2 separate regions of the Mus musculus genome follow, and region 2 is linked to region 1. The links are chromatin contacts, called in public HiChIP or PLAC-seq maps. All regions are on one chromosome and are shown on one strand. The core of a region is the stretch at or near the end of the contact, and the rest is flanking DNA. Distances in the headings are between cores, read along the strand shown. Region 1 has its middle 22 kb from the start of Commd7. Region 2 overlaps Cdk5rap1 (CDK5 regulatory subunit associated protein 1).

Region 1 (5,669 bases), core at 2,296-4,795:
GAGGGAGGCAGGGGGCGCACAGGTCAGAGCAGAGCTGAAGTACTGAAGTCACAGCACTGGACACCACACAGCCAGAAGCAGCAGGGCTGGACCTCCCAGTACTATCTAACAGAGAAACCGAGGCACAGAAGCAGGCTATGATATGACCCTGCAATAGTTAGAGCCTGCTGTCCTAACTGCCACTCGGGCTAGGCACCCAGCCCTTTGTTTCAATGGTCTTTCTTTATTCACATGGCCTGTAAGTTCACTGCACCCACTGGGCCTGGGCTCTGACACTGGGCAGTGAGCACCAGGGGTCACTAACTAGTACTCTAATAGGGAGTCAGATAAACTGGCTCCTAGTGTCTCTCAAGCAGGGCACAGTGCCCCAAACCTCCAAATACTGATGAAATCAGCGGCCCCTGTAGCTCCTTCAAACACACTGTTGCTTCTGGTCCTCACTGCTCCGTGCTGAGAGCCGCCTTCTGTAAACACCGGCCCAGGCAGTATTGAGAGTACTGCGTGCTTCCAAAGAGCCATGAGCCCAGGCCCTCATAACCTCCGCACCATAGCAAAGGCCATTCTGTAGCAATCTAGCTAAAGAGCCAGCTCAGCTCAGCCTTCCAAGACGCAAGCTTGTAGGGCAGTGTGTCAAATGTCCTTGGCAAACCCAGACGCTGTTACATGCCAGCTTGCCAGTCTACCTGACAGTGCCATACGCCTGTATCCAGCAACCACATGCCAAGCACCGCCCAGGGTAAGGGACCAAGCCCAGCTAGGGGAGGCGTTGGGGAACAGCGCTGGGCCTCCAGGCTTGGTTTATCAGCTCTCACAGAGGGCAGAAACCACACAGTCAGGAAATGGCAGGTGTGAGAAGAAGAGGAAGTATATGGGCTGAAGCCATGGCTCTTCCCCGTTCCCTGGTGACATCCCTGCCTCTTCTGGTGTCCAGGGCTTTTGAAGTGACCACAGCCCCAGACTCTGCCAAGGATGAACCGGAGGCAAAAGGGGAGCAGTAGCCGGGCAGTGGTGGCGCACGCCTTTAATCCCAGCACTTGGGAGGCAGAGGCAGGTGGATCTCTGAGTTCAAGGCCAGCCTGGTCTACAGAGTGAGTTCCAGGATAGCCAGGGCTACACAGAGAAACCCTGTCTCCAAAAAGGGGGGTGGGGTGGGGAGGGAGCAGCGAGCAACCTTGGGTTCAGTAACTAATACCATAAAAATAAGTGCCCAGGGGGTGGGTCGGTGGGAGGGTATGGGGGACTTTGGGATAGCATTGGAAATGTAAATGAGGAAAATACCTAATAAAAACAAAAAAGTGCCCAGTAAAGGGTAGGGAGAGGGACCTCACTTCCCCCTCTCCCTCCTCAGGAAAGATCTTTTCACAAGAAACGGGTGTCAGCTATGGGGCTCAATAGACCCAAACCCTAGGAAATGGAATGCCTAGTTAGGGAAGCAGGCGTGTTGAAGAATTAAGTACAGGGACAGAAGTCCCCACCAGAGCACTGTGGGCGAAACAAAGAGATGGTGACCTCCATGGGGAGGTCAGTATCTGTCACAACGCAAAGGAGGCTGAACAGGGAAAAGTGCAGTGACATCAGTTGCCACCCCCAGCCGTGCTGGCTATCCAGAAGGGCAGCGGACTGAGTCCCAACAGACGCACGTGCTTCTGCGGACTCACTCCTCCAGCCAAGGTCTACACTCATGGAAGTAGTCACCCCTGCCTGGCTCCTGGTCAGCATGAGTAGGGCCGGAGAGAGGAGTTGGCACACTGATTCAAAGGTAGTCCCCAAGGAAAGACTGGGGCCAGCTTCCAGGCCTGTGTATTTTTTTTTAGGTCTATCTATCTATCTATCTATCTATCTATCTATCTATCTATCTATCTATCTATCTATCTATCTATCTATCTATCTATCCAGACAGGATTTCATGTTGCCCAACCTGGCCTCAGATTTGCAAAGCTGGCCTTGAATCCCCAGTCGTCTTCTCTACACATCCCAAGGGTCAGGATTACAGGCATGCACCACTACTGCCACTCCTGGAACCTTTCATCTTGTTTTTCTGTCCCTTGGCTGGCAGGACAGGCCTCTTTCCAGAGACTTGGCACAAAATTCCAAGGCTTGGCCTGCTGACAAGGCGGTGGGAGGAGGCCTGCGCCAGAGACTCCTCCCCACTCCACTCTGAATTCATCGCCACTGCTGACCGCTAGAGGGGGCTGGAGCCCAGTGACCCCTGCCATTATGAGTCTCGGAGCCGGCAGTCACCATCACCTCAGCAGCCCCTAAGGTCTTTGTCTCTGCTCTCTGAGGCCTGTGCTGGAGGGCAGGGGCAAAGCTAAGCAGGGGCTGGCCTTCCTGGGCTCATCTCAGCGCCCTTACGGAGCCCAGTGAGGCAGGCCACAGAGTGAATAAAGGGTAGACTGAGGAAGAAGCCCTACTTCTGGCAAGTAGGTGGCTGACCTTCTCAAAGCTTCCTGAACTCATGCAGAAGGAAAGACCCCTTACCCTAGCGGGGACCTCCGGAGCCCTGACTCCCCTTAGCTGCCTCTCTCTCTAGCTCAGCCTCTGTTTCTCCTTACTTGACACAGGACTTATGGAGCCCAGGCTGGCCTCAAATTCACTGTAGCTGAGGCTAGTCTTGGATCCCTAATTTTCCTGCACTGGCTTCTCTCCTTCCAAGTGGTAGGATGACGGGCACATGACACCATGCTGGCTTCTTTTTATTCTAGTGCTTGTTTGTTTGTTGTTGTCATTGTTGAGACAGTTTCATTTTGTTACTTTGACTGGTTTGGAGCTCTCTATGTAGACCAGGCTAGCCTCAAGCTCAGAGATGCACCTCCCTCTGTCTTCCAAGCGCTCAGACTGAGACACACCACCACACGGGCTTAGGTTTTTTTTGTTTTTTTGTTTTGTTTTGTTTTTTTGAGATAGGGTCTCACACTATAGCTTCTATAACCCTGGCTATCCTAGAACTCACTAAGTGCCCCTCCTGCCTCTACTTCCTGCATGAGCCACTGTGGGCTCTGCCCAGGCTTTGAGATGGATCTGAAAACCCTACCACTGTAGCCACAAGCACAGGGTTTCTCCCAGGAACGATTTCTCAGAACTTTGGATATTTCTTTGAATATTCCTAGATTCAGTGATAGAATAAACCAGGGGGAAGAGCTGGGGTCTGGTACGTGGGTGGAGAAGGCAGAATCGTTGCCTATCTCTCCCTCCTGCTTTCCTAGGAGCTCAGCCCCCACCCTGCTCCCACCCTATGTTCTAGCTCCTAGGCCTGGCTGCAGAGGCCGCTGTGGAAGAGTGTTACTCCCCCTCCCCGGACACCTCTGCTGGAGGCATGGCAGGCTCCAGGCAGGCAGCGGTGCCAAAAGCTGCTGACAGCGGCCTTCTAAGAAGGAGGGAGCCTGGAGACAAAGACAGAGGAGGAGAAGCCCAGTGGGGCTGCTCCTCCCCCACTGCCACCATAAGCTAAGAGAAGCTGGGAGGAGAAAAACCGACAAAGACCACCGATGTCCCAAACCGCAGAGTTCTGAGCTGTGCAGGCCTTTCCGTCTCTGGAGCCAGCTGCCTGCCCTGGGCAGATTAGGCTCCGGAAAAGAGGCCTGCGCCCCAGCCCTTGTAGCTCTGGCTGAGTCTTAGTCAGTCCTGTCAGGAAATCATTCATAAAAAATGACACCTTCACAGGGCCCTCTCCTCGGCCACACAGCCTCAGGGCCAGAGCCCCTGTCTCCAGCTTCCCCAGACCTCCTCTTTTTCCTCCTCCTGGAAGGAGACCTACGAAAAGCACATGAAGTAAGGCCAGCTCAGCCCAGCAAACCAGCCCTGGTGGAGCATCCACCCTGGGGACAAGAGTGGGGTCAAGAAGGACTTCACTCAAGTATGAACACGCGAGCAAGTGTCACTGACAGCTTCCAAAGGTTTCCAGCGCCATATGGCGGTGGGCATTTATTTATTTATTTAATGGGTGGACGTCTAGAGTCAAGTCTCCTAGCATTCTCCCTGGGCCCAGCTTGGCACATTATAACTGGATCAATCTACCTTAAAGGAAAACAAATCCATGGAAGGGAAATGACCAGCCCTAGGTCACCAGAGACTCCCAAGGGTAGATAATGCCATTGGAATCTGGGAACTAGCCCCATGAGGAAGAATTGAGCTCTTAATCTTAGCCCTGAGTATCTGTCCCCACCCCACCCCACCCCAGCCCCCTGCTGACTTCTGTCCAATTACCCTTGTTTTCTCTTCCCCTACCCTGGCCCTTTGTTTCCTAAAGATACAAAGTATGCACTGGCCTCAGGGCCTTTGCAGGTGCCATTCCTCTGTGCCTCATTACTAGGTTAGGCTTCTTCATCCTGCAAGACCAGATCAGATCAGCTTCTCAAATAGACCTTCCCAGAACACCATAAACTCCCACTCTGTGTTACCCCCTCCCCCCACCTAGAGCCCCCACCTATTGCTACATTCCTGCAATCCCAGCTATTTAGGATTCTGAGGAATGCCTGACTAGGTTACAGAGCCAGTTTAAGACCAGTTTGGGCAACTCAGTGAGACAGTATCTCAAAAGGAAGCTGTCGCTCTCCAACAGCTTAGCAAGCATGAGGACCAGAGTTCAAGTCCCTAGCATCCCTGTTAAAAACTGGACATGAATGCACACCTATAACTCTAGCTTAGTGGGAGACAAACAGGAGGATTGCTCTATCTCTCTATATATTATATATATAAACAAAATCTTTAATAAATGAAAATATGAAGACACTGGAAGTTTACCAAGCCTACATTGACCGATGTGTGTGTGTGTGTGTGTGCGCACACACACACACACACACACACACACACACACACACACCCGACTGTTCAAAAATGTCTTTAGAGATCATCTGAATGAATTCCTGCTTGTGGATTGCTTGGTTGGTTTTTAAAACAGGTAGCCCAGGCTGGCCTGGAACTTTATATGTAGTTAAGGGTTGCCTTGGATTCCTGCTCTTTTTACCCCACTTCCTAAAAATCCTTGTTTTATAGTTGAGGGAACCACCCAGGAAAGAGGAAGAAGGGAATACCTCTATCCAGGATTTACACAGAACAGGGAGGGAAGGGCTGGGGCAGGGTGTGGTCTGGGCTCCTTTCAGGGGAACAGCAGATGCCTTAGGTTTCTAAGGACCTGGAGTCTGACACACTTCCAGCATCTTGGCTGAGTTCCACCTAAAATCCTTGTGCACATTTTGGGATCTGTAAACCCCACCCTCCAGCAATCTCTGGGCTAAGCACTAGCGGAAGCCCAGGGGCATTGTCTAGGAAAATTCCCCTCTCTTCACCGAGCTGCTTTGCAAGGGCTCTTTGAAGTGGAAGCAGCCTTTCTCCATAAGCCTCTGTAAGCCCTTATTCAGTCACCATCAGGTACTGGGCCTCCCATAGGCTCCAGGCAGCTCCCATCTCCCTCCATGCACAGGTCAGGGGAAGGGAACATACAGTTCAAAGATGAACCCCACCACCCCTGCCCCTTGCACCTGTCAGGGCAACTCACTCTGACTCAGCCTGCAGAGGCCCCCTGCTCCCCATCATTCATGCCCTCTGCTCCCTAGACATCGGACCTCTGACACCACTCACAGCCTATCTACCAGAATTTATGATTCCCTGGGTGCTGCTCAAGTTTCTCAAACTTGATGTCATGTTCTCCAAGGGTGTAGCCTGGTCTC
Region 2 (5,669 bases), core at 1,967-4,466, 720 kb after region 1:
AGCCAGAGTGGAATGTGGTGGCTTAAATGAGCAACACCCCCCATGGCCTTATGTATTTTAACACTTGGTCCAAGTTGGTGCTGTTTGAGAAGTCCAAGGCATAAAGCCTCAGTGGGTCACACTTTTAGAGGTAATAGGGGAGGGGAGGGAGGGGGAGGGGGAGGGGGAGGGGAGGGGAGGGGAGGGGAGGGAATGGAAGGGAGGGGAGGGGAGGGAATGGAAGGGAGGAAAGGGGAGGGAAGGGGGGAGGGGAGGGGGGGAGGGAAGGGGAAGGGGAAGGGGAAGGGGAAGGGGAAGGGGAAGGGGAAGGGGAAGGGGAAGGGAAGGGAAGGGGAAGGGGACAAATAGATCTTAAGGGCTAGAGAGAAGAATCAATGTTAAAGAGTGTGTGGTGGTTTGAATTCTTAGTTACCAAGGAGTGGTAGGATTTGAAAGGATTAAAAGGATTAATATGGGGGCTGGAGAGATAGATGGCTCAGTGGTTAAGAGCACTGACTGCTCTTCCAAAGGTCCTGAGTTCAAATCCCAGCAACCACATGGTGGCTCACAAGCATCAGTAATGAGATCCAATGCCCTCTTCTGTTATGTCTGAAGACAGCTATAGTGTACTTACATATAATAAATAAATAAATCTTTAGGCCAAGCAAGCAGGGCCAGAGAGAGAAGAAAAAGTGTCTGAAGGCAGCTACAGTGTATTTATATATAACAAATAAGTAAATAAATAAATCTTTTTAAAAAAGAAAAAGAAAGATTAAGAAGTGTAGCGTTATTGGAGAAAGTGTGTCACTGAGGTTTTGAGGTTTCAAAAGCCCATGTCAAGCCCAGGGTCCCTCTCTGTCTAAAGCTCAGGATGCATTATTGCTCCAGCATCTGCCTGCATGCTGCCATGCTTCCTGTCATGAGGAATATGGACTAACTCTCTGAAATTGTAAGCAAGCCCCCAGTTAAATGGTTTCTCTTATTATAGTTTCCTTGGTTATGGTGCCTCTTCATAGCAATACAACAGTAGCTAACACAGACTATAATACTCTTGCAGAGGACGTATGTACGTTCAGTTTCAAGCACCCACATCAAGCAAGTCACAATTGCCTGTAACTCCATCTTCAAGAGGTTCAACACACTCTTCTGGGCTCCACTGGAACCTCACACACACATGCATATACTCACACACAGACACACATATGCACATGGAAATAATAAACAAATTTTAAATGTTAAGTGGCAGGTAGTAATGCTATATACTAAATGAATTTTAATTATGAAGTAAAACATAGAAGTAAAAATTTCCTTAGATTTAAACATATATAATAAAGAAAAAGAAAGCAAATCTTCCAAACAACTGTCACTGATGCCTTTGCGCTGAAGAGGCAAATACAGCCCACTTACACAGCTGTAAATTCCTAAAGAGTGGGGAATCATTTTTTAATTGTAAGAGGCTTAAAAGGTAGAAAAGAATGCCATTGTATCCACACTTAGGCTATCTTAGAGTGTTTAAATATGGATGAAACACATTTGTGGGAAACTAAGTCAGAAACTAAGCAACCAACTCTCCTATTTAAAACCTGTCAATAGCTTCTCGAGCTGACGATATCTGTGGGCCATCTTTGAGTTAATCAGACCTGTTTGTAGAAAAATCTTTTAAAGGTTCATATTAGTGCTATAAATTTAGGGTGAAGACTTTTCTGTTGTTTTCTTTATCTTTCTGGCAGACACCAAGTCTCTTTGGTGGCTGGGGTAAAAGGAACAAGAACAACAGACTTGGTAAAGAGAGCTAGTACAGCACTACATGTGACCAAGAGTAGAGACCGGTTCTGATCTAACAACTCTTCAAGATGAACACTGAAATAGAACCAACTGGCCAGAAGTGAGCCAGCACCAAAGCAAACTCCCATGAGCTATCTATCTATCGTGCTAGTCAGCAGAGTGTCCAAAGCAGATCACAGCCAGACACAATTAACAGCTCAGGATGCCCAAATACGCAGTCTGTTTCAGCAGCATATTTTTCAAGGACTATTTCCATTTGGTAGGAGCTTACAGTTTATGAGGATCATTTGCTCAGAATGCATCAAGCTCTAGATGTGATCCCCAGATGTTCCTCCCTGGTGTGATGGGTGGCACATACCTCTAATTCTATCACTCAGAAGTAAGGAAAGGCAAACTCAAGGTCAGCCTGCATTACAAAAAAACCTACCTGGGGGGTGAGTGGGTGAGAGCTCTCTAAACATTTTTCTTCACCAGCACCCCCATCACACATGAACACACACACCACACACACACCACACACACACCATACTCACACTCACACACACACACACACACACAGTACTGGGGATCTAACCCAGGGCCTTGTTTATTCTAGGCAAGCACTATACCAGAGTTATACACAGAGCCTCCTACAATGCTAAAGGAGGTGGGACTTGAACTGAAATCCAGCTCTAAATATCCCATGCTACTATCTCAGTTTGATTTTCTTGCTTTTTGTTTTAACTTCATGAAAATGACTACAATGGTAAGTGGTAAGCCAAGGACCACTGCTCAGATGGCCCACTAATAGGTAAAAACATTTTCAAAAACTCCAAGTGCTTCTACATCTAAATGGGAAAGCTGAAAAGATGCCCATGAGGGAAATCCTCAGGCCAAATCAACCAACCAACCAACCGATGGTGGTTAGCGTGGTTAGCGGCTGAGTAAATAGCAGTACAGAACACTCGTGCTGAGAAGCATCCAACAGAGAGACAGGAAGAACCCCACAAATAAGCCAAGACAAAAATGAAAAAAGTAGACAAGGAAGCCATTAATTTATGAAATTTATTATTGTAACAGTTGTTCTATCGACAACAAAGAAATGTACTCTTCCATTTGGTGCAAAGGTGCTTCAAGACTATTACATGTCTCCAAAGCATGAGAAAAACCTGCCCAAGTCCACTCCTAATCCAGCAGCTCAGGTCGTGCAATACGTCAATGAGTCTTTCATAGTGGTCCTGCAGAGAATGTGTCCTTTCAGGGTCTGAGAGCTGGCAGAGGTGATCTGAAAGAAAACCCATCATAGAAGACAAGGTAACCTGACAGCACCATGGGGACAGGACTTGGATGGAGATGACAGGAAGTGCACAGTGCTTGTGCCGCCTCAAGCCTGAAAGGAAGAGGTGCCAGACAGAACGGAATACACAATCCAGCCAGCCTGGAAGGCCCAACTGCAGTGATCAGTATTCTGACAGGGCACATGGCTGCACACCTGACTGGCTGGAGCCATCAGCTCAGCTTGAGCTGACCTCTGGCTCGCCCAGCGTTAAGGAGAGGGCCCAGCCTTCCACAGGAAGGGAGAACAGAGCCACAGGCTCCTGAGTGGACTGGGCATAGCAGGACACACCTGGGCCTGCTGGGAGCCACAGTAATGCAGCAGTGGACCCAGAGGGGAGCTTTCTTCCCTCCGCAGTTCCCTTCAGTTTGTTGTTACGGAGACCAGAAACCATCTCCCTGACTGCTGGTGCTTTCTACACTCTGTGAACACTTCCTTTTCCAACAGAGAAGGGGCCTCCAGAGCCCTGTGTTGGCCACCAGCTCTGGATGGAGTTTTGTGACATTGTTTTCATTATGCTTTTTTTGGGGGGTGGGGGGTTCGAGACAGGGTTTCTCTGTGTAGCCCTGGCTATCCCGGAACTCACTTTGTAGACCAGGCTGGCCTTGAGCTCAGAAATCCGTCTGCCTCTGCCTCCCGAGTGCTGGGTGGTGCGTGTGCCACCACACCCGGCTATTATGCTTATTTTTATGCTTATTTTTTAAATTACTTTCTATTTATGTCACAAATTCTGGCTTTCCATTTATGGAGGGATCTAGAATGTCCTTTTGAAATAATAAATTTAGGGTCTTTTAAAAAATTTTTTCAGTTACTGGCTGGTACCCAAATGAATGTATTTGTTTGTTAGACATATCTGTGTTTTACATACAGAGTAGGTTTATAATGTAAAATTACAAAGTGAGTTTTATGATTTTTGAAAAGCCAGGAAAGTTAGTATTGTGATTTAAGGCAACAGTCACAATGACTCTGACGCATATGTATGTTCTTCTGAAGTGGCACTTTGTTACTGTGAGTATTTTTCCTTTGGGGTCAGGCAGATCTCTAACACTTTAAATCCCAGCTGTTAAACAAACAAAAAAAAAATGAAATAAATGGATTTTACCAATGAATACACAATTTGTAATGTCCTTGAAACAGTGCCTTGTGAGTATTTGAATAGAGGATATAAATTTTTATATTGCACTTGTCATAAATGTGTTGTTGTGGTTTAAAAAAAAGTTTTGCTCTTACTGAAAATAGACTTTTTCCTCACATAATATCCTGAATACAATTTCCCCTCCTTCTACTCCTCTCAGTTCCTCCCTGCCTTCCCATCTACCTCAATCTACTTCTTTGCTCTCCTTCAATAAATAAATAAATAAATAAGTAAATAAATAAGTAAATAAATAAATAAATGGTTAGCTGGGCAATGGTGGCGCACGCCTTTAATCCCAGCACTGGAGAGGCAGAGGCTGGTGGATTTCTGAGACGGCCTGGTCTACAGAGTGAGTTCCAGGACAGCCATTAATATATAGAGATAGGAACCCTGTCTCAAACAAAGACAAAAACAAAGTCAAACTAAAGTCCAGATCCATCCCCAGCAGCAGCTCTTCATGTTTCTCTGAGGAGACGATGGATCCTTCTCAGCTCCAACTGTCAGCTCCCTTGTGAGCTGCCCTGCACAGAGCCATCCTCCAGCCTCTGGAATGACTTAGGATGCAAACTGACCTAGTTAAAGCCATCCTTAGGATTTTTGTTTGTTTATTTTTCAAGATAGGGTTTCTCTGTGTAGTCCTGTCTGTCCTAGAACTCTCTATAGACCAAGCTGGACTCAAACTCAGAACACCTGCTTCTGTCTCCTGAGCTGCTTCTAAAGATGTGTGCAAACTACTGCCTGGCCAATCCTTATAATATTTTTTATCAAAACTTACTGAAAAAGTTTATTTCACCTCTGAGTGAGAACTGAATAACTAAGACCCCAAAGTTACCATTTATCATATTTCTCATCAGAATAAATTGATCCACTAGTAAATATTTACAAGATTCTTACTTATATTAGGGATTAACTTTGATGCTGGAAATACAAATATAAACAAAGGAATTACCTCACCCACAATAGAGCTTTTGGAGAAAGACACATAATAAGCATGTACATAAAAAAAATTATTTGGGCACTAATAAGTACTCAATATAACAGGGGACAGGTGGCTAATAGGCAGGAATTATGGAATAGTGGGGAAATAGGCAGGAAAAGTTGCTTCAAAACAATGATGTTCAGGGACAGCATCTCTGAGGTAAAATTGAAGAAAGAAGATGAAATTTCTAGAATTCTCTAGCATTGCTAGCAGGAGTGCAAAACACTTGGGCTGTTCCTATTATAGCCACCCTATGACCATATACCCAACAGAAATAAATATGTATGTGCCTTACAGCACATGTACAAGTATACTCATAGCAATAGCAAATGGACTAGGTCCAAACTGGAAACAACCAGTATGGCCCACCAACAGTACAATGCATAACAAATCTTTGTGATAGAAAAACAAATGAAGCACAGAATATATGTAGGGAAAGGAAAGCAGGAATCCAACCTATACACTATAGAACACCA

The links. HiChIP or PLAC-seq counts read pairs in DNA pulled down with a chosen protein or histone mark.
Region 2: a contact with region 1 is called in an H3K27ac HiChIP or PLAC-seq map of embryonic stem cells, with 2.2 times the contacts expected there. The contact joins two enhancer-like sites. A contact is called at or near these places in 3 of 39 promoter capture datasets (the 3T3-L1 cell line, hippocampal neurons and liver) and 1 of 115 datasets of contacts at active chromatin or transcription factors (embryonic stem cells).

Annotation. Positions count from the first base shown.
Region 1 is chr2:153,607,591-153,613,259 of GRCm38.p6, forward strand. No RefSeq gene overlaps it. Among named protein-coding and RNA genes, the nearest start is that of Commd7, 22 kb to the right of the region's middle. Within about 2 kb of position 3,546, at least 131 of the 459 cell types and tissues checked have an H3K27ac peak or open chromatin away from gene starts, as enhancers often do. A contact at or near this core is called in embryonic stem cells, where this site is marked.
Region 2 is chr2:154,332,590-154,338,258 of GRCm38.p6, forward strand. It overlaps Cdk5rap1 (CDK5 regulatory subunit associated protein 1), which reads right to left. Exons shown (of 14, transcript NM_025876.2): 14 at 2,797-3,028. The coding sequence ends at 2,942. Among named protein-coding and RNA genes, the nearest start is that of Bpifb9b, 28 kb to the left of the region's middle. Within about 2 kb of position 3,217, at least 17 of the 459 cell types and tissues checked have an H3K27ac peak or open chromatin away from gene starts, as enhancers often do. A contact at or near this core is called in embryonic stem cells, where this site is marked.